Linked DNA regions of Mus musculus: regions 1, 2, 3, 5, 6 and 7 are each linked to region 4. Evidence: chromatin contacts called from public Hi-C and HiChIP or PLAC-seq data. All regions are on one chromosome and are shown on one strand. The core of a region is the stretch at or near the end of the contact, and the rest is flanking DNA. Distances in the headings are between cores, read along the strand shown.

What was found. A called contact is a pair of places that touch in the nucleus more often than the background predicts. HiChIP or PLAC-seq counts read pairs in DNA pulled down with a chosen protein or histone mark.
Region 1: a Hi-C map of uterus shows a contact between it and region 4, with 4 times the contacts expected there. The contact joins the enhancer-like site here to the promoter of Rbms3 in region 4. A contact is called at or near these places in 3 of 484 Hi-C or Micro-C datasets (adipose-derived mesenchymal stem cells and uterus), 2 of 115 datasets of contacts at active chromatin or transcription factors (embryonic forebrain and fibro-adipogenic progenitors) and 1 of 9 other capture datasets (adipose tissue).
Region 2: a contact with region 4 is called in a Hi-C map of the N1E-115 cell line, with 9 times the contacts expected there. The contact joins the enhancer-like site here to the promoter of Rbms3 in region 4. A contact is called at or near these places in 3 of 484 Hi-C or Micro-C datasets (the N1E-115 cell line, embryonic fibroblasts and uterus) and 4 of 115 datasets of contacts at active chromatin or transcription factors (bone marrow-derived macrophages, fibro-adipogenic progenitors, neural progenitor cells and 1 more).
Region 3: a contact with region 4 is called in a Hi-C map of nephron progenitors, with 1.8 times the contacts expected there. The contact joins the enhancer-like site here to the promoter of Rbms3 in region 4. A contact is called at or near these places in 5 of 484 Hi-C or Micro-C datasets (myocytes, nephron progenitors and uterus).
Region 5: a contact with region 4 is called in a Hi-C map of the N1E-115 cell line, with 2.5 times the contacts expected there. The contact joins the enhancer-like site here to the promoter of Rbms3 in region 4. A contact is called at or near these places in 1 of 15 datasets of contacts at CTCF or cohesin (the NIH/3T3 cell line), 4 of 484 Hi-C or Micro-C datasets (the N1E-115 cell line, embryonic stem cells, myocytes and 1 more), 4 of 115 datasets of contacts at active chromatin or transcription factors (bone marrow-derived macrophages, embryonic limb bud, embryonic midbrain and 1 more) and 2 of 9 other capture datasets (adipose tissue and pancreatic islet).
Region 6: a contact with region 4 is called in a Hi-C map of the N1E-115 cell line, with 2.8 times the contacts expected there. The contact joins the enhancer-like site here to the promoter of Rbms3 in region 4. A contact is called at or near these places in 13 of 484 Hi-C or Micro-C datasets (the N1E-115 cell line, adipose-derived mesenchymal stem cells, cerebral cortex and 5 more), 1 of 115 datasets of contacts at active chromatin or transcription factors (embryonic limb bud) and 1 of 9 other capture datasets (adipose tissue).
Region 7: a contact with region 4 is called in an H3K27ac HiChIP or PLAC-seq map of heart atrium, with 6 read pairs. The contact joins the enhancer-like site here to the promoter of Rbms3 in region 4. A contact is called at or near these places in 5 of 484 Hi-C or Micro-C datasets (muscle stem cells, nephron progenitors and uterus), 3 of 115 datasets of contacts at active chromatin or transcription factors (bone marrow-derived macrophages, fibro-adipogenic progenitors and heart atrium) and 2 of 9 other capture datasets (adipose tissue and liver).

The regions. Positions count from the first base shown.
Region 1 is chr9:116,845,829-116,849,748 of GRCm38.p6, forward strand. The region is part of intron 4 of Rbms3 (RNA binding motif, single stranded interacting protein); the gene reads right to left. Among named protein-coding and RNA genes, the nearest start is that of Gm39449, 320 kb to the left of the region's middle. Within about 2 kb of position 1,748, at least 37 of the 459 cell types and tissues checked have an H3K27ac peak or open chromatin away from gene starts, as enhancers often do. A contact at or near this core is called in adipose tissue, adipose-derived mesenchymal stem cells, fibro-adipogenic progenitors and 1 more, where this site is marked.
Region 2 is chr9:116,908,020-116,912,113 of GRCm38.p6, forward strand. The region is part of intron 4 of Rbms3 (RNA binding motif, single stranded interacting protein); the gene reads right to left. Among named protein-coding and RNA genes, the nearest start is that of Gm39452, 280 kb to the right of the region's middle. Within about 2 kb of position 1,647, at least 18 of the 459 cell types and tissues checked have an H3K27ac peak or open chromatin away from gene starts, as enhancers often do. A contact at or near this core is called in the N1E-115 cell line and fibro-adipogenic progenitors, where this site is marked.
Region 3 is chr9:116,747,641-116,751,940 of GRCm38.p6, forward strand. All of the region lies in intron 6 of Rbms3 (RNA binding motif, single stranded interacting protein), which reads right to left. Among named protein-coding and RNA genes, the nearest start is that of Gm39449, 220 kb to the left of the region's middle. Within about 2 kb of position 1,346, at least 11 of the 459 cell types and tissues checked have an H3K27ac peak or open chromatin away from gene starts, as enhancers often do. A contact at or near this core is called in nephron progenitors, where this site is marked.
Region 4 is chr9:117,251,127-117,255,231 of GRCm38.p6, forward strand. Rbms3 (RNA binding motif, single stranded interacting protein) reads right to left here and starts at 1,357. Exons shown (of 15, transcript NM_001172123.1): 1 at 601-1,357. The coding sequence starts at 675. It overlaps Gm17396 (predicted gene, 17396), which reads left to right and starts at 1,407. Exons shown (of 2, transcript NR_166691.1): 1 at 1,407-1,712; 2 at 2,219-3,572.
Region 5 is chr9:116,963,578-116,967,471 of GRCm38.p6, forward strand. The region is part of intron 3 of Rbms3 (RNA binding motif, single stranded interacting protein); the gene reads right to left. Among named protein-coding and RNA genes, the nearest start is that of Gm39452, 230 kb to the right of the region's middle. Within about 2 kb of position 2,479, at least 16 of the 459 cell types and tissues checked have an H3K27ac peak or open chromatin away from gene starts, as enhancers often do. A contact at or near this core is called in the N1E-115 cell line, where this site is marked.
Region 6 is chr9:117,569,789-117,574,144 of GRCm38.p6, forward strand. It overlaps a transcript of Rbms3 not described here. Among named protein-coding and RNA genes, the nearest start is that of Gm39450, 150 kb to the right of the region's middle. Within about 2 kb of position 1,578, at least 50 of the 459 cell types and tissues checked have an H3K27ac peak or open chromatin away from gene starts, as enhancers often do. A contact at or near this core is called in the N1E-115 cell line, adipose-derived mesenchymal stem cells, embryonic fibroblasts and 2 more, where this site is marked.
Region 7 is chr9:116,871,735-116,875,876 of GRCm38.p6, forward strand. The region is part of intron 4 of Rbms3 (RNA binding motif, single stranded interacting protein); the gene reads right to left. Among named protein-coding and RNA genes, the nearest start is that of Gm39452, 320 kb to the right of the region's middle. Within about 2 kb of position 2,392, at least 93 of the 459 cell types and tissues checked have an H3K27ac peak or open chromatin away from gene starts, as enhancers often do. A contact at or near this core is called in adipose tissue, heart atrium, muscle stem cells and 2 more, where this site is marked.

The sequences.
Region 1 (3,920 bases), core at 498-2,997, 400 kb before region 4:
CGGTACCCATAAATATAATTTTCCAGGACAGAATTAAGTTAGAACATACTAGTACATGGACTATGAGCTAAGCTGCAGAAAACCCAGTATCTTCAGGACATAGAAGACAGAGAAATTAATAATTTTCATGTACCTTTTGGACTTCTGCTATCAAAGTATTTGACATAAAATTGAAATTAAATATTTCACACAAGGAGAAATTTTAATTTAATATGACTCCATAAATTTGATGTTATTAAAAATGATTCAAAATGAAAGTTTTAGTAAGTGGAAAATGATGATATTATGATGGTAGATGGGGAGAGAGAAAAATAGTGTAGGGACATGATTTACTCATAAATAAAACAACCAGAAGACACACGCACACACATACAAACACACACACACAGTTGCTGTTGTTGTTTGTTTATATAGGTCCCATATAGGCCTGCTGACTTCCGTCATTATGTAGCTGAGGCTGCTCTAGAATTCTTGATTCTTGTATCCAACCTCCCAAGTCCTAGGATCATCACCAGGTCAATCTATGAGTGCCAGGGATTGAACCCTGCAGACACTCTACCAACTAAGCCATGCCTCAATCCCTAGATATCTACATCAGCAGTCGATCATTGCCAAAGTCATAAAGTATTAATATGAGCAGAGTCACAGCCTTAGAGAGAAAGCACTGGTCAGGATTCTCCAGAGAAACAAAACCCAAAGAACATATGCAAATGAACAGACAGAGATGGCTAGATTGATACAGAGCTTATGTAGAGAGAGGTATAATTATATACCTGCAAACTGGGTTTACTTTGAGATTAAACTCTTAAAGCCACAGAGGCAGAGTCTCCCCATGTACTGGCTGCAATCTGGAAACCCAGAAAGAGCAATGGTATAATCCTGTTTTAGGATAAAAGACAGAGATCCTGGGAGTTAAATCTCAGAGTCTGAGATCCGAGCCCTTCATATCCAAGGCTAGGAGAGAAGATAACTACCTCAGCAGCTACAGGTGAGGAGCCAATTACTCTCTGCTCTACTGTTTGTCCTCTTCAGCTCCTTAGAACATTGATGAGATCTGCCTACATCAGCTAGGGTGGAGCTTTGTGCCTCAGTCTACCAACCCCAGTCTGGGCACCTTTGAGAAACACCCTCAGACACAAGCACCTCAAGAATGCTTTGCCAGCTGCCTGGACATCCTTCACCCCAGTCAGGCTAGCACCTTACTCATCATGAGTAAGGGTGGTATGAACACTCTTTCTGCAAACCCTGACAACACCCCTTTCCTTTAGGTAATAAATAAGAATACAAATGATGGAAAGTTTTCTGGCCTTTTAAGTTGTGGTCTTTCTTCTTGGAACACACACACACACACACAAGTAACCATAAAATGCTCACCCAAGAGACCAGTTGCTTACAAGCCACCCAAAGATATAGGAACAGTTCCATCAGTTGGCTCTTTAGTCCCTTTAGTGATTTTGCCAATATTCACTTCTGCATTGCTCAGTTATGTTCTTGCTTTGCATCATTATTTTCCTCTCCTCAGGCCCTAGTCTCTGGCCAGATGTTTGCTCTAACCACAAAAGGCAATAGTTACTAGCTAATTCCCATGATGACTGACCTTGTCCAAAGTTTAAGACCATCCATCCTATTTATTAGGTTAAGATGAGGGTGTGCCAAAGATTAGAGAGAGGCTGTGGTCATGGGAAGACAGCGACCCTGGGAAGAGACCTGGACCCTGGCCCAGCCTCTGCCATCAGTTCATTCCAAGATCTTGAGTTAGCTGCTTGACCCCTCTTGGCACTGGAGTTCCTGCATCTGTTGGTGTAGGGTGTAGGTGGCCTCTGTAGTCCCTTCCGATCCAAGTTATTATGCTTGTGTACATCAAGCAACCTCTTGGGCCATGTTCCAAGTTCCTTAGAGACTAGGACCATGGTCAAACTGTCTACACTCCAGCCAAGCACACAGACGCAAAACACTGAAACTCCCCTTCCAAACGTAGTCAGAACAGCTCAATGAGCCAAAAAATGAGGAAAAAGATCATTTCTAGGACCAGATGAAGGGCTGTACTCGACAGTAGGCCAAAATCACATGTCAAATTTGTAAACACAAGGTCACAAATCAAATCCAGCCCCAATAAACAGGGTGATGTTAAGCTCTGGGTCAGGTTACATCTGGGGTTTGATGATGGCAGAAACGGCTGTCACCGCAGTTACTGCACTGAAAGAAACCACCTAGTGCTTGGGAAAGTTACAGAAAAACTTGGACTTAAAATGTCCTGGGTTCTGTTTATCACTGCATCAAGTGGGTGACACAGGGTGAAGTATGCCAGTTTAGGGAAAATGATTAGAAAGCAGAGAGAGAAAGGCACTCTATCTATCTTCATCAGAAACAGAGTCGCCGCTTTTTATAAGCATGGAAAGTTTTAGGTCATGTCCCTTAGCAGAAGCATGTCTCAAACTTTACTTTTTTATATCGACACATCATTTTACCAGAGCATCTTAATGTTTCCATGGCATTGATAGAAGAACAATATCCATGAGAGGCAGGAAATTCTTCTCGTTCCAGAATGTCATCGGGTTAAGAATGTTTATGGCTCGTGGATTAATTCTATTAAACAGATGATAATGGCTTGGCTCAGAGAATTCGGATTGCTTGCCTCTTTCACCACAAGAAAATGAACATCACGAACACAGACACAGCGTCTTCTTTCTTTACTAGCTCATCCTGAGTTTATACAGCAACGGTTAACACAGAGTAGGTCCTCAGGTACCTTCTGATGAGGGGATAGATTTCCACGGTGCACGCTATCACAGCTTGACTGTAATGAAAAATAAATTGGAAGTTGACCATTTTCACAGGTATAGCAGAGAGCACTCCATAATAAAACAGGGAAGGGAAGCTGCAGAGGCTTGATGACGTACATCCCTCAAGAAGGATGCTTGAGACTCAGCCTTAGCTTTGCTTCTTTGTTCTGGTGGGTTTGTTTTTAATGTTGAGAGGCATGACCTGATAATTAAGATTGTCAAGGAAACTCACCAGAGGGAGTTGGGACTTTGTTTCCCACCTTTGTGTTGTGGATTCCTTTTCCTTCTTTAAAGAAAAGATTTTGCTTTATTTTAAAATATGTGTATACATGTGTGGAGTGTGTGCATGTGTGTGCACGAGTGAAGTGCTTATGGAGTCCACAAGAGGGCATTCATTCTCCTGGAGCTGAAGTTACAACAAGTGAGTGGTGAACCCCCATGTAGGTTCTGGGGAATGAACTCTGAGCCACTGCAAAAGTAGCAAGTGCTCACATTGCTGAGCCATGTCTCGAGGGCCACTGTTGTGTTTAATGCAGCAATGAACCTATTCCTTTTGAGCAGGGAGAGCTCTCATTGCTTCTGTTCACTATACTGCAACGAAGAGAATGGGCAAGAGGCAGATTGACTGATGCTGTTCGCCACATTGGTTACTCCTAATCCTGAGGTCTTTGGTGACTCCTTTTTACTTTCTGAGTTTTAAGTTTTCACAGTCTGTACTCATTACTTGTCTATTGCCGTGATTGAAACATCATTAGCAAGACAACTTACAAAAAAAAGTTCATTTTGGTTTATGATTCTTGAGCATTAAGTATCCATGATGGAGTGTGGCCATGGTGGCAGGCAGGCAAGGTGACTGCAGCTGGCTCAAGAGCTCATACCTTAACCACAAACAAGAAGCAGAGAAGGAAAACCTGAGATGGTGTCATTCTTTCAACTTTCAAAGGCTGCCCCTGGTGACATACTTCCTCCCCAAAGGCTGCCCCTGATGACGTACTTCCTCCAACAAGGCCACTCCTCCTAGACTTCCCAAAATAATACCACCATCTGTAGACACAGTACTCAAGTACCAGAGCATATGGTTGTTCTCATTCATACCACATAGACTCGCTGTGAGTTTCCTATGGAGGCTTTGAGATG
Region 2 (4,094 bases), core at 397-2,896, 340 kb before region 4:
GCCTGTCACTGTCTGCAAGCTCAAGCCATGAAGGCAGTTATTGTTCTGAACAGGTGAGAGCAGAGGCTTTTTAAAGCTTCAGAAGATTTTCAAGACATGTCAGTTCTAGAGGGTGAGATCTGTATCTGTCAAACACTCTCTTTTCAGTTCTCCCTCTCCCGGGAAGGTGATTCTACAGAGGGATCTGTGGCTTCTAAAATTTAGGACTCATTGCTTCTGCTGTTCCAGATGTCTAAGGGGTCCTGGCTGGTTCTTCCCTCCCCTGGGCAAGGTGCCTGCCTTGAGGTCAACAGATGCTACCACAGAACACTCATCCACTGAAGAAACAGTAAGGGACAAGGGGGTGCAGCTCAGTGCACAGTGAGCCTGCTTGATCATGGGAGAAGCCCTGGGATCAACCTCCCAGCAAGGAAAAGGAAGAAAATAAGTAATAAAATATCTTCAACCCGCTCAAATGTTCACGTCATACAGAAGAGGAAAAGGAAAGGAGACAGGATTGTTTGAAGTCGGTGGAATAAAGGGCTAGAGAGATGGCTCAGCAGTTGAGCACTGACTGTTCTTTCAGAAGACCAGTATTGCATCCTAGCGAGCATGTGGCGGCTTATGACCCTTGCCAGTTCCACATGGTCCGATGTCTTCTTCTGGCATCCACAGGCACTGCACATACATGATTCACAGACATGCATTCAGGCAAACCACCCATACATGTTAAACCAAATAATAAACAATTTTTTTTAAAAAATAAACTCAATGGGACAGAGTTAAATCTGGGCTGTCTGGTTTGTTTTCGTGTGTCACCAAGTATTTCACCTCAAACATTTGTCCATCCTGGTGCTAACTCTATGGGAAACGAACTCAGCTGACAAATAAGATCCAAAATCATGCGGCAAAGTGTCCCCAAGTATGTAGAATAAGTAACATTGGAGTGTTTCTAAAATATACATTATTTCTAAAACTTTCACCATGAATATTTTCATTTCTATGTCTGGGATAGTACCAAAGAATCCTCATTTCTGTAAGAAGTGCTTACAAATGATCTCTCTTGAGCAAGCCCACAGGTTTTCCCTTAGATGCAAAGGTCATCACCAATCTTCCAGAAACAGAGACATTCAACTAGATTCTGGGGCATTTTGTGCTGAAACCCATTAAATCATTTGGGAATCCAGCCACGTTTCACCACGAAGCCATGTCCAAGGCTCCTTCCAGGGCCCTTCTGACTACGTCTGTGACTTTGTCACTGGACTGGGAAAAGCACACATTTGCAGGACCTCACACTACAGGACAAGAAAACATTTCCCCTTGTGGAGGAGATTGTCCTGACACATGTTTTCAGCACATTCAGAAATCTGAAGGCCAGATGTATAACACATTTTAATTAATATGCATCACACACACACACACACACACACACACACACACACACACACGGCTTAAGATCGCTCAGACTTAGCAATACCTGCATAATAACATTGTTCCCATCTTCCCATTGTACTTCAAGTGAGGGAGCAACTCTGACAAAGCTAGAGACATCCCGAAGTCTGTTGGCTTGTCTCTTCTTTGCAGATTTTTGCAGATGTCAGAATGCCTCACAAATCATCCCTTTGAAAGGGAACTGAATACCTCAGCACTGAGGCTATCTTCTTCCGTACTTCCAGGATGAGGCAAGAATTTGGAATGATCCTCCCAGTAGTGACCAGGAGACACCCATCAACAGCTCTGGAGATGTGCTGATAGCTGAAGATGGTGACTCAGAAGTCACCTGCAACGTTGTGACTGTGAAGGGAAAGCTTTGAAGGCCACACGATCCTGGGAGATTCAAATGTAATTCTTAGGATAATACTGGAGCCTTGAAAGTTCTGAGTTGCAGCCTTAGTAGGCTAATGATTTTAAATACATATCTATCTGCTAGTAATGTTAGGTTCATAATCTATTGTTGACTTGGGTTTAATTTTAATGCTTGTCTTTTCTCAGAAGTATCATATGCCTCATTATCCTGTCCTGGCATGCTTTCAGAGACAGCTATGACATGCGAGGAAATTACTGGAACGAATTTCTATCAGGTTGTTTTTTTTTTTTTTTTCCCTTTCTTAGTCATACTGAATTTGTGTTGAAGGCTCCACAATCTTTTTGTTTGGTAGAAATGGGAGTGTGTGGCTATATTTTCTTGTGTAATTGCCAAGTTGCACCCCACGCTTACATGCCCTTTGCCCTGTGTTAAGCTAGAATACAGTTATTTTTAAGTGCTAGATGGCTTAGCTGTTAAAGTGTACAAAGACCTGAAGTCAACTGCTAGAACTCATGTGAAAAATACCCAAACATGTTCTTGCGAGCCTAGTACTGGGGAGGCAGAAAAAGGCAAATCCTGGGGCTCTGTGATGATCAAGCATGACCTACGGGACAAGGTCCAGGTCATTGAGAAATCCTGCGTTGGAAACAAATGATGATGACTGAGGAAAAGTACCCACAGTTGCCTTCTGCCCTCCAACACACATGCATACATGTGCACATGCACACACACACACACAATACATGTACACATGCACACATACCCCCACATAATACATGTGCATATGCACACATACTCCTACATAGTACATGTGCACATGCACACACACATACATAAGATGTGTGCACATGCACACACACACACACACACACATACATAAGAAGAAATACACTTTCAAAAACAATTATTTGTCCAAATAGGATAAATGGTCTCAAAAAGATTTTTTTTTGTTTCTTTCCCCAGTGACAAAGAAAAGGGAGAGGAGGTCTAAATACCATCTGCATCCCAGGGTGTTTTTAAAGCTTCCAGGACTAAGTGTTTCTAGGCAACCTTTTTTATTGCCCTTTAAGCTATTTCTCCCACTTTATGAAGAGAGATAGTCTATTCCAATGCCCATGTTATTATGGGTACTAAATTCTTTATAAATTCAGTCTGATAGTAAATATCCCATAATGAGGGAACGAGGGACTTGGGGAGATAATACTGAATGTAGAGTGTTTAGTCTCCCATCCGTCATGCTGTCTGCTCTACAGGAGGACTGCTTCTTGGATCTTCCTCTGGAACAGCTTGAGATGCTTGTTAAAGAGTCAGAAAGAGACTGGAGAAATGGCTCAGAAGTTCAGAGCACTGGGTGGCCTTGCAGAGGACCAGGGTTTGATTCTCAGCACCGGCATGGCAGTTTATAACTACCTGTAACTCCAGTTCCAGGAGATAGGACATTTTCTCCTGGTCTCTGTGTATACTGCATGCACATGATACACATGTACACGTGCAGATACGCATACAACATGCACAAAAAACTAAATGAGTAAACCTTTTTATAATAATAATAATAATTAATAATAATAATAATAATAATAATAAAAGTATAGATTTGCGAACAGGGGATGTAGCTCGGTGGCAATGTGTTTGCCCAGCTTATACAAGGAGTTAGACAGGAGACAACAAAAGGAAACCACATCTCTATTTCATAGCTTTGTCTCCTGATAGGGGAATGACACTCTGTGTTAAATGTCCTTGAAGCTCACAATAAGTTGTTGCTAGCTAAAAAAACAAACTATGCATCTTGGGATTTCCCCAGTGCCTTCACAAATGGTGCACCTCTTCAAAAGACTTCACTGTCATTATCATTTGTATTGTGGTTTTGACAGTTTGTGAGATTTTGTAGGGATCACCCTGATCAGGGAGGGAAAGGCTCACTTCGCCCCATTAATATACCATCCATTAAAAATGTGTTTATAAATCCATAATTCTGCCCACACTATATTGCTAACCCCTTCTTCAACAGAGTCCACTCCAATCTTTCTTCTGAGTGTTTATTTTGCCAAATAAACTCCTGCTTAAACTGTCTTTGTTTCTTGACTGAATTCTTTTCTTCACAAAGACAAGGACTAGACCCAGGAGAACTCCTTACCCAGCAGCTGCCAAAATCTGCAATACAGCAAAGCATGCAGACACATGAACAGATGCACATAAAAACCTGTGCCTCATGCAGGCAACTGTCTTCAAGGCAGGAAAATCATAAAACATAAGCTTTTGAAAAGAATGCATCTCTTGGCAAAGGGGGCATTTAAAAACACTTTTTAAA
Region 3 (4,300 bases), core at 96-2,595, 500 kb before region 4:
TAAGATAAAATGGTAAAATCAAAGAGTCCATAAAAATAAGCATATGTTATAACTGTAAATATTTAATATGGTTCTAGATAGAGAGAGAACATGAATCCTTCCATAATTAGTTCTTGGAAATCCTTCATAACAGTCTATGGTATAAATTTATGCACCTTAATTTCTGGTATGAAAAATGAACAATCAAGGAAATGTCATTCTTAGAAAAAGGAAGGAACTGAACAACAATGAAATACAGTCTGTCTGTCTTTCTCTTTTTCAGTTTTAACCTTTAGCATACACAGAATCCTACAGCTCGTCTTAGCAATTCTCCCAAGCTGATTTGTTATTTGGAATGAGTGCTGACGCTCTACCCTCAGAAAGTTGAGCTGTATGAAAAATGTGTCCATGTCAATGGATTTGGTTCAGCCATAGAGAAGAATGCAGTGGTAGTCCTCCCACACTAATATCAAGCAAGGAAATGGACCCCAGGCTTTCCTACAGGCCAATCCGCTGGGGATATTTTATCAGTTGAGGCTCCCTCTTCTCAAATGAGTCTAGTTTGTGTCAAGTTGACAAAACACTAGGCCGAACAGAGGAACGGAGGGAGTCACACTAAAGCAAAACATAGTGGTGCATAAATCTGCCTGTGGAAATGTCATAATGACATTACTTTCTATGCTAACCGAAGACGTTATTAGTGTTTATAAAATGTGTTAGCATTAGCTGGGCTAGTGATTCATGCTATAATTTTAGCATGGAGGAGGCTGAGGCAGGAGGATCACGAGTTTCAAACAGGCCTGAGGCACAGAGAAAGCGGTTCTCCCTTGACTCCTAGACTGGCAATGTTAATTGTGCTACAGAAATCTAATCTGTTGAAAAGCAAGAAATCAATCAAGCAGCTTCGCTAAAGGGAGCTCTTGTGTGGAATCCTGAAGGGAGGTAACTCTAGCAGTCTCGCTAAGCACATCTGTTTCTGCTAGTCAGACTTGGCCAATTAAAATTCTGACATGTTTATTTTATCTTCCATGTCAGCAAATTTTGAATAAGTTGAATAACTTATATGCTAGACTTTTTAATATATTTATCTATTACTCTTTTTTTCTATGGTTTTAGATTCCCTAGGAACAAAATATTTTCACACAAACACACACACACACACAAACACAAACACACACTCTCATCTCCTATTGTATATCATGTAACAGTTGCTTGAAATGGAAGCTTGGAGTTTTTAGAACTCAGAGACCGCTTACCATGCTTTAAAGATAAGAGCACGATTTTGTATTATAGATTAGAGGCCTGGAGAACAATGAGGTCTCAGCATGAGGCACAATGGACAAGAAGGAAAGAGAAAGTAAGACTGGTGTGTGTGTGTGTGTGTGTGTGTGTGTGTGTGTGGTCAGTCCTCTTAAAAGTCCACTTAGTCTGGGGAAGGAGGATTTCAAAGAATATCACATTTCACTTTCTTGATCCCTCCTTGGCACCTTCCAGCTCTCAGTAAAAGCTGAAGTCCAAAGCACACAGTGATTACACTTAGGTCCCTCTTTTAGGGACACATCCCAAATCCATAAACTCTCACACATTCACAGGCTCCCACAGAAGATACCTGCTATTTCAGGAGTGTTATTTTTTCACAGATCCCCGAAGAACTGGCTACTTAAACTTTTATTGCTACAAGGTCATTGCTATATCAAAATGGCTTTAACTTAACATAAATCAACTTAGCAACCTTTGTGTATCCTGTCTCTAAGGAAGGACAAAAGAGTCCAAATCTGAAGGTCACGGTGTTTCTTGCTTGTCCACGCCTCTGGAGGTGATATTTGAGCTGCCCCGACTTCAATTTTCCGTGGCATGTTTAAGATCAAATACATCGTGAACTTTGCTGTAAAATGGACACGTTGTGACCGAGGGTCTGGGCTGCAATTTGTGAGTCAAACAACTAGCTTTGCTGTGCGAGGCATTCGCCAGAAATAAAAATGAAAAAGGCCAAAAGTTAGACCAGGCTTGGCAGGCACAGGGGAGTATGGCCACACACCACAGCCATAATTTTGAGTAACGTTATGAAATTCTCATCAAAGGAAACTCTCCATGGTATTTAAGGCTTGTGTCTGTATTTTACACACACACACACACACACACACACACACACACACACACACACACAGTAGAAAAAGATGGAGGAGGAAGAATTGTATTTTTTCAGAGACTTATGAATGGGGCAAGTGTGTGTGTGTATGTGTGCTGCTTGTGTGTGTGTGTTTTGTGTTTGTGTGTCTGTGTATGTGCTATGTTATGTGCTGCAAGTATGTGTGCTCTGTATGTGTGTGTTGAGTGTATGTGTGCTAGCTATGTTTGTGTATGCTGTGTGTGTGTGTGTGTGTGTGTGTGTGTGTGTGTGTGTGTTTTCCCTGTGCCAGGTCTAACATACTCTGTTGTTGAATTCATCCTATACCTTCATTCACAGACATGACTAATTTGAATCAATTTGCTTAACCCAGAGTTCTTAATGCAAAACAGCAGACTGTTTTCAAGTTGTCTAGAGACACATCCTCAAAAAGGTCTCACCTACAAAACATATCTACACTGTATAATTAGCTGATAAGCATATAGAAATGGGGTCCAAGGACACAGAACAGCCTACTCACCAAACAGTGCTTAATTTACACTAAAACAATGAGTCTTTTACAAACAACTACAAAATATTTTTTCTGCGAGACAGAGTCTTGCTAGCTAGCCTTGGCTGGCTTGCAACTCACTATGTAGAACAAGCTGGCATCAAACCCATGGCAATTCTTCTGTCTCGGCGTCCTGCATACTGAGATTACAAGTGTATGTTACCACACACAGTTTTCTTTTCTTTTACATTAATTCCCTTGACCAAAATCATAAAGAAAGCTAGAGGGATAGGAAGTTCCTATAAACTTTGTGAGTTCCACAGACAGGTACTGGCCACACAAGGAGGAGGGTGACAAATAGAGGTAGTATAAATAGACAAGTTTACTGAGTCACTCTTGTCTTTATTCTCAGAGCTGCCTTCTGCTAAGGTCCTTAAAACACACCCACACGTGCACATGCTCTTAGGGTCTCATACTGAAATTGGAATTGTGAAACATTCTCACATGGAGGGGAAAAGGGAACCTTGCAAGACTCAAGAAGTAAACAAAACATTCAAGGCCCTGGAAGTAGATGAAACTTACAAGGCCTGGGAATTAGATACAACTTACAAGGCCCAGGAAGTAGATGAAACATACAAGGACTAGGAACCTCCTGAAAGTTACAAAATACTTCAAACATCTCCCCAAAGTTACAGACACAGTAACAATTACCAGATTAGAGGAGAGTTGTCAAAGGAGCTGTCTTTGCGTTGGTTAACAAGCTGTATGTGTATGAGGGGAGAGGTGGGAGGGTTTGAGGGGATACTGTTGCCTTTGAGTTATTATTGCTTCTGTAAGTCACTCCTCCCTCATACTCTTTACAGCAACTCCAATACACCCACTGGCCTAAGCTAGACCTGCATGTAGTAATTTCTTTGGTCTGTTGTTGGTGCCCTATCTAGAATGAACAGCCCTTTGTTCATATCTTCCTGGGAATCTCACTCACAACCAGGTGCAATGGGAATTTTATGAAATCTGTCTTAATTGGCTTAAACACAACTGCTTTTCAGACTATAAGGTCTCATCAACATGAAATCTAAACAAAATATAACTACTTTATTTTTCTAAGCAGGGAGGTTGGCAAGATGTCTATGGTTAAAGTGTGTAGTGCTCTTGCAGAGGACTTGATTTCAGTTGCTAGCACCGACATCCATCAGCTTCAACCTCCAGTAACTACAGCTCTGGAGAATTCTTTCCCCTCTTCTGGTCTGCCAAAACACCCATATTCACATACTATCTCCACATACACATAATTAAGAAAAAATAATACAACTCTTTAAAAATATTTCTAAGTAGCTGAAGAGGCAGCTCAGTTAAGTATGTCCTACTCTTGCAGAGGCCATGAATTCAATTCCCAGCACCCACGTCATTCAGCTCGCAACTTTCTGTAACCCTAGCTTTAGGTCATCCAAGGTCTATGACTTTCTGGGACCTCAGCACTCATGTGTGCATGTTCACATGCAGATACACATCATCAAGATAAAATAATAAATAATTTTTTAAAAAAATCCCTTTGCAGGCTGGAGAGATGGCTCAGTAGTTATGAACACTTGTGTTCTTGCTGAAGACAAAGGTTCAATTCCCAGCGCCCACATGGCAACTCACAACCAGTTGTAACTCCTGTTCTGGGAAACCTCATGCCCCCTTCTGTCCTCCACGGACAT
Region 4 (4,105 bases), core at 107-2,606:
TCTTTTAGCCCCCCAAAGCATCTCAGTCAACCTTCACATAAAATACAGTCCAAACCAAAAGAAAAAAGAAAAAAAAATGCTCAACAAACTCTGAAAGACTTTGGTGGGTGCCTCCTGGCGCTCCTCTTTCCTCTTTCACTAGGCCATGAAAAGTTTAAGTGGCCCCCACCCCAGAGTGTTTTCTGTAAGGAAGGGGGAAAGGGAGGGGGGTACCCAAATCTTTGAGATTCACACACAAAGAACAGCTCGCTAGAAAAGCTCCTAAAACAATATTCTCGCCCCCTGAGAACGTCTGTTGGGACCTCGTTTCTAAAAATCCCTGCTCACCTGCAAAAGACTTCAACCATCTCACCGGCATTTCTGCAGCTAAATAACAAAAGAACACTCCATTGAAAGTCCCCTGTCTTTAAAGAGAAAGCTACACTCCGGGGCTTCCTCTCCCTTCTTTCTCTGGCTTGTTAACTCCGTTCCTACTGTTAGTAATTTGAAAGAGGTCGGCAGAGGGGATGGGGGCTAGGGTGAGGGAAGGGTCGGATTGCCACGCTCCGGAGGAGCGCCAGGCACCACGCTGCCTTCTGAAGCCCGCGGGTCCAGCCATACCTTGGTTTGGAGGTACTGAGGACAGTAGTACGTGTACTGGGGGTACATTTGTGGCTGATCCAGGCGTTTGCCCATGTAGCTGGGATCTTTATCTCCGAGGCAGGAAACTGAATAACAGGGTGTATGATGCCCCAGGCAAGCGAGCTTCTTTCTCTTAATCCACTGTCCCTGGCAGTCTGCGTGACTGCTGAGGCTTCTCAGACTCCAGCCTCACTAGTTCCAACACCGTGAGGAATTTAAAACAACCCAAAAAACCAAAGCAAAGCAAAACAAAAGAACCAAAAAGAAAAGAGAAAAAGAAAAAGAAAACAAAAACAAAAACAGATGGGGGTTGAGATCTGTAGCGGAAACCCCCAGACTGCTTCCCCAGTTCTTGCCTGCCTGGTTCCTCCCAGCTGCCCGGTCCAGTCCGGATGAAGCAGTTTGCTCTGTGACCAGCCTGTCTCTAGTGGTGTCAATCGCAGGCGCTTGTAAAGGCGAAGGAGGAGAAAAAAAGAAATAGATCCTTTAGCACAACTCGGAATCCTTGCAGTACAGCTTTCGTTCTCTCCCGTGTCTCTTTCCCACCGCGGAAAAAGGAAATTTTAATAAAAAGAAGAAAAAAGGAAAAGAAACAACGGACAAAAAGAAAAAGAACGGAAAGGAAAAAAAACCGGGAAAAAAAGAAAAAGAAAAAAGAAAAAAGAAAGAAAAGAAAAAGAAACCCGTGCAGGCTTAGTTGCTGCTGTCTGGTTCCCAGAGTGACATGGTGTGTTCCAGCTGGCCTTGCCCCTCTCACTCACTTCCCCTCCTTCCAGCCAGTGGGTGGAACTGAGAGAGCCTCTCCAGGGAGCCGGGCACGCAGTCCAGAAGGCTGCAGTATTTCCTCCAAGGGGGGAAAAAGAAGATGAAAAAGAAGAAGAAAAAGAAAGAAAGAGGCTGCTGCCACCCCTCTGCTAGCTATCTGGAATAGCACAGTGAGCAGCGTCTGCAGCCGAGCCGCGGGTGGAACCGAACCCCAGCTTCTCTGTGAAGTGCCTGGGTGGGGCATGGCCCAGCCTCCCTGCCCTGCTCCGACCAGGGCTCCCAAGCTCCCAAGCTGCTTCTCCTCTTCAATCGCCAAGTTCCCAGAGGTGAGGCATGGCATTGATGAACAAAACAGACCCTGCCCTGCGAGGGGAGCATGAGGGAAGGAGAAGTGTGTGTGTGTGTGTGTGTGTGTGTGTGTGTGTGTATTTACACACACATGCCAACCTTTCTAGTTAAGTAGGGAGAAAAGTGTATTCAAGGCTTTTTCAAAATCTGTTAACACATTAAAAGCCAGATGAACCGAGGACCTGAAGATGAAACCAATGTTTTGGGGGATGCTCAAGAGAGGAGAAAAAGTGGGGATTCTCAGCTGGGTACCTCTGTGGGGAAGCCAAGCCCCATCTCAACAAGGGGGTTGCCTTAACTATCACAAATAATTGTGTTGTGGCTTTATCCATCTCTTAAAAACGAAATCAAAGTGATCTTTACATTTATTCGCTTATTGGAGAATAAAATAACCTCTCTCTCTCTCTCTCTCTCTCTCTCTCTCTCTCTCTCTCTCTCTCCTTCTCTTACTTGCTCTTTCTTAATGCTTTCGTGGCTCTGTAAGTATTGCACACAAAAAAATTGAACAAAAACTCATAATTACTTGTCAGAGTTTTTCCCCCCACCAGTAATAATATTCCGACACGTCGATCAGCTGCTACATTATAATACAGATTGTTTCAGAGAAGATAGATCTCCTTAAAGGGTTTCTCTGCAAGGCGGCGGTGAGGCTAAAATTAGCTGTGCCAGCTGTGTTTTGCTGGGAGTGCTCACGCATGCCCGGAGCGTGGGCAGCCAGCCTCTGTGCCTCTCCACTCCCCCAAGTCTGCCGAACACTCCAGCCGTCCTTTCAGATAAAAGACTCCAGGTACAAAGGCAGTTTCCTCACATGGAGGGAGAATTGAAACTGCAATACACAGGATGCCACCTCTGCTTTAAGTCCCGCCTGCCACTCATGGGGTAACAACCTAGGCTCCTGTGCTCCTTAGCTCCAGGAAGCTCAGTTCTGAAGTCTGGGTACCAGCAGAAAGACAAGGACACGGAGACATCACATTGGGTTTTATGTCGATTCTCTCTCTCTCTCTCTCTCTCTCTCTCTCTCTCTCTCTCTCTCTGTGTGTGTGTGTGTGTGTGTGTGTGTGTGTGTTTCTCTTTTTTAAAAGACAGGGTCTCAGATACCCCAAGCTGCTCTTAAAACTTGCTGTGAAACGGAATGATTTTGGCTTCTGATTCTCCTGCCTTCCATCGCCCAGCACTGGTATTGAAGGCATAAATTAATGAATGAACCAGGTTCCTGTGGGCACTGGCTGTGGAACCTAGGACCCTGCCCACAATGGGCAAGCACTCTACCAACACAGCTATCTCTTGATGACAAAAATCAGAACTTGGGTTGGAAAGTGGGTATGGGACACCTGTGATGGAAACATATCAAGACAGCTTCACTCATGGACCTCAATTATTCCATCCATAAAATGGAGAAGGACAGCAACTGAAATCAGGCACCAATCTCAAAGTCTTCTGGCCACATCTCCCTCTCTAGAGAACTTGTCAAGCATCTGGGAATCTCGTTGTTCCTTCCTTTCTGCTTGGTATCAGACTGTAAATTCTACTCTTCACACTTCATGGTCCAGCTCTGAGTGCCACTGAGCAGAGGTCATGTTGGTGATCGCCAAGCTCACACCAGGCATCCTCTGCCAGCATGAACATGCCCCCCTGAAGCAGTCTTCCTGAAACCCTCACTTCCCAAGGTATAGTTGGTTTTCCCCAAGTTGGTTTCTCCCACGACCTTCTAAACTCAGAACAGCAGGCCATAGCCTCCTCTGTAGCCTTAAGAACTAGCAAGGCCAGACACAAAGCATGTGTTCTGACATGCTTGGAGAACAAAATATCCTGGACATAATAAACAATTTGTCCCTCAACTCATGGTGGGCTTTTGGACCATTTCATTCTTTTAAAAACATTTGAAATTTATGTTTATTTATCATATATTGCACATACATCTGTGTGTAGAGGTCAGGACACAAGCTTTGAGAGTTGCTTTTCTCTGCTCTAACGTGTAGGTTCCTTTGCTGGGATTGAACTCAGATAGTTAGTCATGGTGACAAGCACCCTTAACCGCTGAGCCATATAGCTAGCCCATCCATTTCACTCTTTGTCATTGCCTAGGCATTGACCTTGGTCCAGGGTGTACAGAGACACAGAGGTCAAAAACTGCTTCTTCTTTGACAGCACAGATCCCAGGGAGGGGTGTATGCCGAAGAATACATGCATGAGGTCGAAGGCCAGGAGCTTCTAGGTGTAGCAAGGAGACTTAAAGCAAGGGGAAGCATAGACACTGGGGTTTGGCTTTAAAAAGCATTGTTAAGAAACTGCTCCCCTAAAAGGATCTTTGAGATCAACGCTGAGTATGGACCAAGTCTTGGGTTTTGGTGCTATTGGAGTGTTCAGTGTC
Region 5 (3,894 bases), core at 1,229-3,728, 290 kb before region 4:
GGTAAAGGTTTAGATTTTGACTTGAACAACTTCAGCCATTAGGTCTCAGAGGCAAATTTGGAGGAAAGAAAGACCAAAGGAGAACCAGAGAGGGTGACAGACACAAACAGGAATGTGTCCTCTCATAACCAGGCAAGGAAGGCTCTCAAGAGGGAAAGAGACATGGCAAGTGACAAAGAGCATACATGGAAGTGTATGAAAATGCCCAGGGTCCTTAAGAGTACAGATGTCTGTGACGTGGTAAAGTCTGAAGCCTGCCCTCTATGAGGAAGAAGTAGGGGAGGGAGAGGGAAGGAGGAGGTGTAGATAGACTTTATAAAAGCTTGGCTAATGGGGAGTATTGAGAGACAAAATTAGATAGAAGATAGGAAGTCAATGCTGGAGGGTTGTGTGCATGTGTGTACATACGTGTTTACATGTGCATGTATGTGACATATGAATTCACATGTATGTGTGTGACATATGTATTCCCAATGTGCACATGTGTGAGGAACCCAATGCTCAACCTTAGGTGTCATTCCTAGAACTTAGGTGCTGAGGTAGAACCCGTCTACCTTGTTTATTGAGACATGGTGTCTAATGCATATGGAACTTACTGTGTAGGCAAGACTGGGTGGCCAGTAAGCCCCAGGGATTTGCCTGTCTCCATCTTCTAGCATTACAATTACAAATGTCTATCATTATGTCTAATGTTTCATATGGGTGCTGGGTTTGAGCCTAGAGCCTCATTAGTGTACTGCAAACACTTAAACTAATGGAGTCATCTCTCATCCTTCAATTGGGTTAACTGAGTTTTCATTTTCTTTATAAGATGAGTGTGTGTGTGTGTGTGTGTGTGTGTGTGTGTGTGTCCTTATTGTGTGAATTCAAAGGAAATGACTAAAACTCATTTCAGCGATTCAGAAGTATTTTTTGGCCAACTACTAGGGCACGCTATAGACTTCTTTGTAGTTTTGAGCAAGAAGTAGGAAAGTAGGGGAGACCAAGCTGAGAAGAGATCCAAGCTTTGTGAAAACAAGTAGACAATTCATAAAACATCCTATCCAAGAAGGCGCAGGCCCAGGCACCTCTGCACAGACATAGACATGCTGCCCCAGAACCCACAGTCACTGGAAGGAAGAAGCGCCCTGGCTGTGTGTGTGTTACGTATCTCAGTCAGTGCTGTGACCAAGTGCCCCACACAAGCAACTGAAAGGGAATGGCTTATCCCGGCTCTTAGTTCTGTCATAGCGGGGAGGCATGGCAGCAAGAACAGGAGAAAACTGGTCACAGTATCGACAGTCAGGCAGAGAGCAGGTAGGAAGGGGGCTGGTTTATAAACCCACAAGGCCACCCCAATGACTTGCTTCCTTTCCCACATCATAGCCCTGAATTCATTTCTTCCTTCAGCAGGTAGAGGGTTGGTTCTTGATAGTGTCAATAAAGAAGGCAGAAGTCAGTTACTGGATGAAAGGAAGAAGGTGGGACTTCCACCTCCCAGGAGGAGGAGGAGGAGGAGGAGGAGGAGGAGGAGGAGGAGGAGGACCATGTAACATCTTAAGTAGCTGTAAATGGCAGCCTTTGCCACCTGCAGATAGGCTGAAATAGGCTAGCTGACAAAGCTAGTACAGGAGATGTTTTTGCCCCACACATCAGATTCCTCCTTGTACTTCAAGTCCCATTCTCCACACAGTATATTAGAGAATCTAGGTCTGGCTCTTCAGGAGGCTGTGCTCCTATACATACTTAGCCAATTTCCACAAGGCACCCTGAGCTTTCTCTCGGGAAATTTTTGACTGAATTCTGGGGACAATGAGGGACCCCACACTTGTGGGGGTGGCTCCAAGCCAACAAGAAGCAAAAGATTCTGCATACAGACTTAGAATAAAGAGCGAGTAAACACTCTCCAGTTGTGGGATATTCATGTATACTTTTACTGGTCTAAGTGAGGGACCAGAGGTCAAAATGTCTCAAGAAACCGTGAAAGATATTTCCATTCTGGAAGAAAACGTGGCGTCTTGGAGGTTTACGAGGGTAAGAGCTACATCACGGCCGGGAGAAAACAAAATGACATACAAGGCTGGCTCTAATAAGAAACAGCGATGCGTTGAGTGAGGGATAAAAATCACTTTAATTTGGTTTCAATTTGCTCTCCTTCCCGACAAATAATTAAGTCTGGTCACGGCCACCTCTGCCCCTGCAGCTGGCAGGAGAAAGGCAGCAGAGCAGCCCCACCCAGCTCATGGTGCTTTCTACCCTGCAGCACCCCAGGAAAGGCTAGCCAGGACAAACTCAACTTGGTGGCTGCGCACCCACCTCCTTCTTATGTCATCTAATTTGGCCACAGGTTCAAGCCAATTAGATCTGAATGTCACTGTTCCCTCCTACCCCCACCCCCCACCAGCCAGAGCTTGTTTTTCTTCCTGGTCAGAGGAGACCAGGCCTGCAGCTTGGCAATTAGGCGGAAGTGGCGCCATGGGAGGAAAGGAACTGTGGGATAATTAGGTCATTCTGAGAATTCGGTCTTCCATCCACAGGCTTAATCAATGCTTCCCTGAAATGCTTTGTACCTTCTGCGCTTACTTAAGGTTTTGTTATTACATGGCACTACCAGTGGGATGACCTTCTAGAGAAATAATCTATATTAATTACAACTTAACTCTACAGTATCACCCGAGGGCCCTTTGTCTGTCTCCTGCAGTCAGAGGTGACATATTCCAGGGACCTTTATCCTTCAAAACCCATTGTGCAAAGATGGGTTTGGAGTTTCATTAAAGTCTCTTTACATATTCAACGGTTGATACACACATGGGGTGTGTATGTGTGTATGTGTGTATGTGTGTTTGTATGTGTGTGTGTTTGTATGTGTGTATCTGTTTGTGTGTGTCTGTATGTGTGTGTTTGTATGTGTGTGTGTATTTATGTGTGTATGTATATGTGTGTTTGTATGTGTGTGTTTCTGTGCATGTTTGTATGTGTTTGTGTGTGTATGTGTGTGTTTGTGTGTATATGTTTGTATGTATCTCTGTGTATATGTGTGTGTGTTTGTGTGCATGTGTTTGTGCGTGTCTGCATCCCATTTTATGTGCACATGTGAGTTAGATCAGGAGGTAGGTATACAGAAGTACTGCTGTAATACCTGGAAAGGACAAGCAAACCTCTGTTTCCAGGTGAGGTGAACAGACTACAATTTGTGCACAAAACAAACAAAAAACAAAAAGTAAAGGCTAGGTAAAAGACATAAGATTTTTAGTCTGGTTGAATAAAACAGTTACAAGACAGACAAACTCAACAAGTGAAGGAACTTGCTTTCAAGTACCACTTGAAAATCGGACATTCTCTCTGTTTATAGTGCCTGAGAAATCATACCGAGCTATACCCGAGTTCAGATGGGTCTACCAAATCACCATGTACAGTTGACTTTTCTTAAATAGGAGACATTACTGCTGCTGACTGAGAGTCAAAACTAGGATCAAGATCATTATTGAGGAGACGGGTGAAATGCCCAAGTGTTATTGAGACTCAGTGTCCACACAGTTTACCTAGCCTTCTTCTGGGGCAATTATTACTTTATTGCATGGCAGAGATTTAACAAGCAGTCAATGTAGATATAAATTTCAGGCCAACCTCCAGAAAGCCTCTCTTTGCTGAAAGGCTGCATTCATAGATGTCTGTGAATTATCTGAGCAACATGTCTCTTCCATTGGTATAGAGAGAAGGTAATGTTAGAATGATGGCTGCAGGAACGGGCCTGGGGTACTCACAAAACATCCTACTGAGTTTGTAGCTATGATGGGAGCAAGCTATAAGAACACTGTCACTGCAGGCCACTGGGTAGGCAGAACTGATTACCATCTAAGCTCTGATTGCCCATTCCCCTCTTCCTCCCCTTGCTCCAGTCTTACAACAGGCAGC
Region 6 (4,356 bases), core at 328-2,827, 320 kb after region 4:
TACAGTGTCAGGTGGACACAACTCTACAGTGCCAAAACTTCAGAGTGTCAGTGTATAACCCCTTACATGGTTCTCCTTAGAACCATGCCATATTTTTCTATGTCATTAGCAACTCTTTGATCATTTAAATAACATCATCTTCCTAATATTGAACTTTTCAAATTTTGCAAAATTATACTGCTGTAAATAATTCTATATTTTAACATTTATGTATGAATCATTTTCTGATCTAAATTATACCCATCCTTACACATAATTTTTGCAATAAGAATAACACCATTTTTGCTACCTCATAAGACTGAATTTTACTTATTACTTAAAAAGAACATTTTATAAATAGCTGCTTACACCAGCAAACAAGGGAAGACACTAGTAATGTATTGAATTATGTGATGAGAACCTGTTTCTCTCAACTCCCTGAAAACCAAATTGCATTCACTAAAATCTTTTCTGTAGGTGTGCGTGTGCACATGTTTTTGTACTCATGGAGGCTATGCTTGTGGGTGGGTGTTCACATGTGTAAGTCTGAGGTCATCCACAGCTATCAGTCCTCAAGAACTTTCCACCCTGTTTTCTGAGCCATAGTCTCTTAGTAGTATATAGAGCTTGTTGACTTAGCTAGGCCTACAGGCTCAGAGGACTCGGGATCCGCCCATCTCCACTTCTGCATCCTGAGATTATAAGCACATACCGCCACACTGGGGATTTTATGTGCACTCTGCGGCTCAATCTTAGATTTGTGTGCTCATATCCTGAGCCCTCCCACCAGGCCTTCAATGTAAATTCTTCCAAGATAGGGTCTTTTCCTTGGTTTAGGGCCATGTACTGATAATCTAATAGCCCATCTGTTTTGCTTCAGCTTTCCACAAGGAATTTTTCCCATGCTCTTAGCCAATGCACTGCCAAGAATAGGTCTCTCTCTATTCTCCCTCCTCATCTTACTTTGCACAGTATAAACACACGCAGCGTTGTCTTTTCCAAACCCACAATGTATGTTCTCCTTTTTAGGTGCTACTTGGTTGTTCAGCTTTGTGGAACCTGTGGAAACCCTGACAACTTTTTCCTTTCCTTGTGATGTTTTCCCCTCGGTGTCCTTTATTCTAGCATGTCCTAGGATATTGTCTTCTACTATATCCTCAACTAAACATGCATAATTTTCATATACAGATGGATGGCTTGAGAGAAACAAGCCATTGTGTATTTCTAGCCAGACATGCTTTTAAATGAAAACATAAAAGCATTTTAAAAAGTAGTTTTGCTGGCCATCTCTACAAATTCACCCCACAGAAACTAACTTATTTAGTGTGCATATGTGCTGTATGCTCTCAAGTCTGTGAGTTCGAATTCTACGCATCCAAGGAAGCCATGGACCACTATTGGGTACCCTTTTTCTATCGCTCTTTGCCTGATCCAACTGAGAGAAGGTCTTTCGCTGACTCTGGAGCTCAGCTAAAAGCCACAAGCCACAGTGATCCGTCTGTCTCAACCTCCACAGAACTAAGGGTATAAGCAGGGGCAGGGCGATATGCTTGCTCTTTAGATGTGTTCCAGGCATGAACTCATTTCCTTGTGCTTGTGCAACAAGCATTCTTACCTGCTGAGTCATCTCCCTTGCTGCTGAAATGCACTTTGGAGCTTGACCTATATCCTGAGAACTGTCTTTTCCTAGAAATGTATTCAGCTACATCCAGAGATCTATCATCCATTCCTAACACACTACCAGCCTCACTGTAAGTACTTAAAATGTGTATTTCACGGACATCTATCTACTGCATTAGATCAAGATCTCTTAAGATTCCATGATTCAGTGGAGACTACATTCACATCTTTCATCCAGTCAGTGTTCCAGTACCTACTTAGTCATGCACTCAACAATGACTTAACTAAAAACTGCACTGCATTAAGAACCAAACAGCTCTAGAGCAGGGGGTGTCAACCTCTGGATTGTGACGCCTTTGGAGGTCAAATGACCCTTTCACAGAGGTCACATGTCATAAATCCTGCATATCAGATATTTATTTATTCACCACAGTAGCAAAGTTACAGTTATGAATAAGCAATGAAATAATTTTATGATTAGGGATCACCACAACATGAGGAAATTTATTAAAGGGTCATAGCACTAGGACCAATTTAGGTTGAGAACCACTGGTCTAGCGAGAATAAACATTCTTTGCCCTTAGGAACATTACTAACCATTAACCATAATGAGTAAACCAAAAAATGAATTAGATGCTAGGACAGAAGGAAGACAAGACCAGGAATCTAAACAAAAGGCACTTAATAAAGGCAGGCAGAACCTGCTCAGAGAAGGAGGAGCCATGTCAAGACACCAGTAGGAGACTCTTGGTGGATTCTTTTTGCTGGTTTTGTTTTGTTTTGGTCTTCTGTATCTATTCCAGGCTGGTCTTGAACCTGCTATGCATTGAGGATAACCCTGAACTTCTAGTCTTCCCCCGTTCACCTCTGGAAAACTGGGATCACATGCACCACCTGCTGTGATGGAGAGCAAACTCAGGGCTTTGTGCATATGAGGCAAGCCGTCTCCCAACTGATATCTACCCTTAGACACTCTTGGTGTACACGTGGGAGGCCCTTAGCTCCTTCTTTGATCAGAAAGGACTCCTTACTGTTGTGAATAAAGGGTAGTATTCTAAATCTGTGTGCTTTTCTTCACTTCCACAAGAGTATTTGACTATGACAATAAGCACTTTACCATGAGTAGAGGTAAGGCAGCAAGGGAGCCACTGTTCAAGAGATCTCTGTTTTAATCTATGGAGGACTCAACTGAGTTCAGAAACTGTCTTTTCCCCAATGCAATTTCTATCTATGTAGCTGTGAGAGAAGTCCTTGTCATTCTGCTTGTTTGCACATCTACGTGAGCAAATGTAATTTCCTTGAGCTGGTGCATGTTAACTGAATTGGTGAGAAAAGAAGGGAAGTAATTATTCCAACCTAAGTAGATAACAGGACAAAAGGAGCCTGGACCTAGTTGTTTGTCCTTTGGCCCACATTCTTCCCAGGAGTCAAGACTTATGCAACTGTTTGCCTTAGGTGAGGAAAGAAATGTTGTTCACACACACTTTATAGACAGATCTCTGGGTACAAGCATTTTCTCTTGATCAGGGACTGTAGAATGTAACAGTAGTTTTGCATACAGTCCTCTGTAAGTGTAGAGGATAACAAGCAATTACCAGAAAGAGCAGGAAAGTCAACAGAAATGAGATCTGACCTCCCTTCTTTGCTGCTCACTTTCAATACTCTCTTCCTATATTCACACAAGTCCTCATTTTACCAATATTAGTGGAATGCAGAACTTGTTCTGACTCTAGTCCCTGCAGAAGACATGTTGTGCAACTAGGAGCAAAGTGTGTGACCATCATTTTATCCAATCCTGTCTGGCATTCACTATCAGCGGTATTGAAGGTTCTAGATGGTATCCTGACATTCCATGGCCTCTTAGTTATTTTTCCAATGCTGTGATAACATTCTCAGACAGAAGCAACTTAAAGGACAAAGAGCTCTAACTGAGAGCTCCAGGCTAAAGGTCATCACAATGGGGAAATTGGAGCAGCAGGTGCTTCATAGAGCTGGCCACATTGCATCTCTGACAAGAAGCAGAGAGGGATATATTCTTGCATGTACTTGATCCACTTTATTTCATACACTCCAGGATATTCTGCCCAGAGAATAGCCTTCCCCACAATAAAGATAATCTATCTACCTCAATTAAGGTAATAAAGATACCCACATAGGTGTGGCCATGTCCAGGCGATTCTGCATTCTGTCAAGTAGATAACACTACCTACAACACAAAGGCATCCTCAGTAGACTAGATCCGTTAGTAAGGTTTGATTTGCACTCTTCAGTTTCCTCATGTAGCCATGTCTTCTGTCACCATTCTGGACTGTTCAATATGTCAACTAATGTCATTTAAGGATGTCCAACCTCTTCTGAAATCACCCACAGTTAATGCTGGTTGCCTACAACCAAGACCCCATCCACATAATGTCCCATGATTAATCCTCCTTTCCAATGACAATTTCCCTCCCTACTAGTAATGTATACGCTTCTCTTACTGTGTCCAGGTGGCTTTATGTCAATTGACTTCTTTACTCTGATGAAGTCCTTAAAAACAGCTATCCTCCATTTCATTTCCTATCTAACCTCAGTCTATAACACAGTTCCTGATTTGTACAGACACTTCCACAGGTATGTGAAAGTGAATGGGACCATTACAATCCCTTTATTGTTTTTCAGATAGGTAATTCACATCACCTTTTTAGGTTGAAATGGACATCCTCTTTCATACTATCCTGGGAGAGCTTCTGCTATTTGCTTAGAAGGTTTTTATTT
Region 7 (4,142 bases), core at 1,142-3,641, 380 kb before region 4:
AGGGAGTCAGCAGCAGCCTGCATCACTCTCTGCCTCCTGACCGTGCGTGTGATGAGAGCAGCTGCTTCTGTCTCCTGACACCTTGATTTCCCTGCCTTGATGGGCTGTCAGTGTAAATAAAGCCTTTCTCTATTAAGTTGTTTTGGCAGGACGTTTTTATCATAACTGTTTGTGATGGGAAATGACAGGGACCGAGACTCTCCTTCTGGAAGAGAAAATGGACTTCATTGTTTGGGGGGGGGGAGGGATATTTAATAGAGATTAAATGGCAACCTAAGCTTCACCTTAAATATATTAAGTTGGGGTGTGCCATATTGAAAGTAGTACAGTTATCTGTATACAAATATTGATTAAAAATTACCACTGAAAGCTAGAAGAGTTGTGTGCACACACATACATGTGTGCACACATAGCACATACACCATACAGGAATTAAAACGATAAGAAAACAAAATAAAAGAGTAGGGCTCCATTAACTGAAGAGTGTTTCACTAGTCAGGAAACATTGGGAGCAAGAATCCTCATTTCAGACTCTGCAGAGCTCACAAGGAAGAGGGTATCGGTGAATGAGGCCGCTGTCAGACACCCTCTTCATTCACGCCGTAAATCACAAACATTAGACGTTGGCAGTTTATATTTTGGTTGTGATCTTTGACAACCTTTTATTTCTATCTAACAGAAAACTGATGAATGAAACAAAGCTTCCACGAAAATCTAAGCATCCTGTAGCTCTGTGAGGACAACTCCCTACCCAGATAGAAATGCGCCAGGAAGGACAAGTGAGCTGTTTCAGCAGGGAAGGCTCGTGGCACCCGGTCAGAGGACCTGAGTTCAGGAGCAGAATCCATGTGATAAAAGGAGAGGACTAAATGCTGCCGATTGTCCTCTGACCTCCACATGTCTGTCTGTCTATCTGTCTGTCTGTCTGTCTGTCTGTCTCTCTCTCTCTCACACACACACACACACACACACACACACACACAGAGAGAGAGAGAGAGAGAGAGAGAGAGAGAGAGAGAGAGAGAAACTTAGTGGTAGTAGAAAAAAATCATAAAAATAAAATTTGAATATTCTTTCTAACATCTGAGACAAGCTTTACTTTCTTTAACTCCTGACTTCATCCTGATTGCACTAAATATATCCTAATCTGGAATATTCTAAACAGAAAATGAAGAACACTCATGTGTGCATAGTCAACTAGTTCCTCACCACAGAGTACCCTGTGGCCCATTTTGTGACTCCCCTGCTCATGTCTTTCTCAGAATAAAATTAACTTTTCTAGAGATCTCGTCGTCTCTGAAGGAACAAAGGTCCTACATGTCTGACTGACACCAAACCCATCAAGGCAGTAGATCTGGGAAGAAGTTGGCTCATGAAACCGCTTAGTCATTCCCATTCAACCCTCCGACGCTCAGTGTGAGCTGCCAAGAAGCCGTATCATGAAAAGCTAATTTGGCTCTTGAAGATAGCATGTTTTCACAAAGTGATAAGAAGGAGAAGTTGAGCTGGGTTCAGACAGGCTGTCTCTGTTCTCAGAAATATTGTCTGCTGTTTTATCAGCCGCTACATTCCACAGCAAGAGATGAAATACGACATTCTCTCCCTCCAAGGGTGGGGCATGCTTCTATGCGTGCATGTCTGTGTGTATGTGCGCGCGTGCATGCGTGCGTGCGTGCGTGCGTGCGTGCGTGCGTGCGTGCGTGCGTGTGTGCGTGTGTGTGTGTGTGTGTGTGTGTGTCCTTACTGCACAAGTTTGGTTCAGTCAGCAGTTGACACAGAATCCTGCCTCTGGACACATCCCTTGAACCTTCAGCCTCTGCTGAAACATTTCCTTTCTCCTGGCTTTCATCTGAGTTTCTCTCTTCTCCACCCCACTTATTCCCCTTGGCTGCTGTTCAGTTTGGTCATACATTTTCCAGGATGCAATCTTTAAGGGATCCTGCCATGTGAACTGAACTTACTCTATTCCCAGCATTCCCCGTGCTCTTCTGTCCCCCTCGGGGAAACATGATAACCTTTGTTTTCGAAAATACCCCTGCCTTGTGTGTATATTTGCTTTGAAAGTTGAGTCTTTGAACAGGATCTGGAGCCGGCCGGCTCACACTTAGGGAGAGATCACAAGACGCTACAAGGAACCAGACAGATTATCTTGCCATCTGCTGAGGGGTTCTAAAGGAAGTGGGGCAGTTAAAGATGAAAGCGAAGCTGAGCTCCTCGCCCCACTGTTCAACCCCCACATGCCAGGAATAATCTTGACCGACCCCAAACCTGTTGGTTGGCCTCTTAGAGAAAAGCAATAAAGTTGAACTGAGTTCCGTTACCCTGCATTAGCTGTGATCCAAATATCTAGCCATTTACAATTTGACACTTTCATAGGAGTGGTGACTCATTCCTGGAGCATATCAGCCTTAAAGCAAATAGCCACATGAAGTTCAGAATACCAGAATAGGCCAGTGGCTTCCCTATTCTCTCTCCCCACTGCCCTGTACATTCAGGTGTTATTTCTGCTACATTATGTCCCTTGAAGATGCTGGTTACTGAAAGAGGCCAGAGACTTTTACAACCTAAAGAAGCAAGCAGGCCATGCTCTCCCTCTCTCGCCACCTTTCTCTCCTTTCTTCTTTCTCTTTCTCTCTGTCCTTTCCCTCTCTTCCCGCTTCTCTCTCTCTCCTTTTCTCCCTTGCACTCCTTCTCCTTCTCTCCCTGCCTCTTCTTTTCTCTCTCTTATATAATTAAGAAACGGTGCTGCAGCTGATATGGTCCTATGCTTAGCCATACATGCTCACTGCCATACAGGGTACCCCACACTAAATGTCCTGCTATAAGACCTTCCACCATGCCCTGAAAAGTTACAAAAGTCAGATGCTGATATATCTGAAGGATTTCCAGAGGACCTCACCCCATCATCCTGTCTGTCATTACAATCACTATCATGCTTTAAGTTTTTTAAAACGTATGTATATTTTGTTTGCATGAATATATCCATATTATGCATGTGCCTTGTGCCTATAGAGGCCAGAAGAGGGAATCCCCTGTTACTGGGGGTTACAGATGGTTGCTCGATGTCCTGTGGGTTGTGAGAACCAAATCCAGGTTCTCTCCAGGACCAGCAAGTTCCCTTATCTATTAAGCATCTCTCCAGCCTCCAACTGCAGGTTTTAAAAGGACACCTCTTTTCCCCTTTATGACCCACCTCAAGGTCAAATCATTACTGCCAAGGTCTCAGTGCTTTCTCTCTTAATAATGCTTATTTTTTAAAGAGTAATTTTGTATTAGTTTCTTTCCTGAGTCCACCCACTGCCCCCCCCCCTCTCATAATTTAGACATAACTTTTGCAATTAGGATTTTTGGAGGGAAAATTTGTAGGTATGTTGCTAGGATACAACTAGGAACTAGAGGGAGGAATACTTTAACACAGTTCCAACACACTTCTGGTCCTTCCAGCTGCTGGCTCTCTGGTTATCTCCCAAATCTCCAGGAAAGATGGAGCTGTTTCCTGACCAGGTCCCCGCTTGAGTCAGACACCATCAAATGACCTCAGAGCACAATCCACTAAATCCACTCATAGCGTGGGAGTCTTGAACATGGAACTCCAGGCAGTGAACCATCATTAGCAATGAGCCCTGGCTGGATTGACAGTCAGGTGTCAATGCTTCACTGCTTTGGCCATTCCATGGCTAAGAGCCTCATGGAAGGCTGTCATCATAACAGCGAGAAGAGATCCCTTTATCCGAGGTACCAGTGACAGGAGGGAGCTAACAGACTTTCTCTTCATGTGTGTTCATATCCTGCTACTAAATCTACAAAAACATTTGGTAAATAAAATGCATAAGTCATGTGATAGATTAGGGTATGTGTACAGTTAGGCAATTAGGCTGAGCAGAAAGCATTTTTTATATTTTTATGGAAATTGACATAAAAAACAAATGAATAATATCAGATATTTAATTCTAGTTAATGGTATGCATGTTGACTTGTAAAGAGGTGAGGTTTGTTCATATCTGCAACTGATGTTTTAGTGTAAAAATAAGAAGGAGTGATGGATGGAGTCGCAGGTATTCAATGAAGCGAATGCCACCGAAGTTAGTTTAGAATGCAGATACAGGATCCAATGTGGACTTCTTCTGATTTTTCCTGTGTGT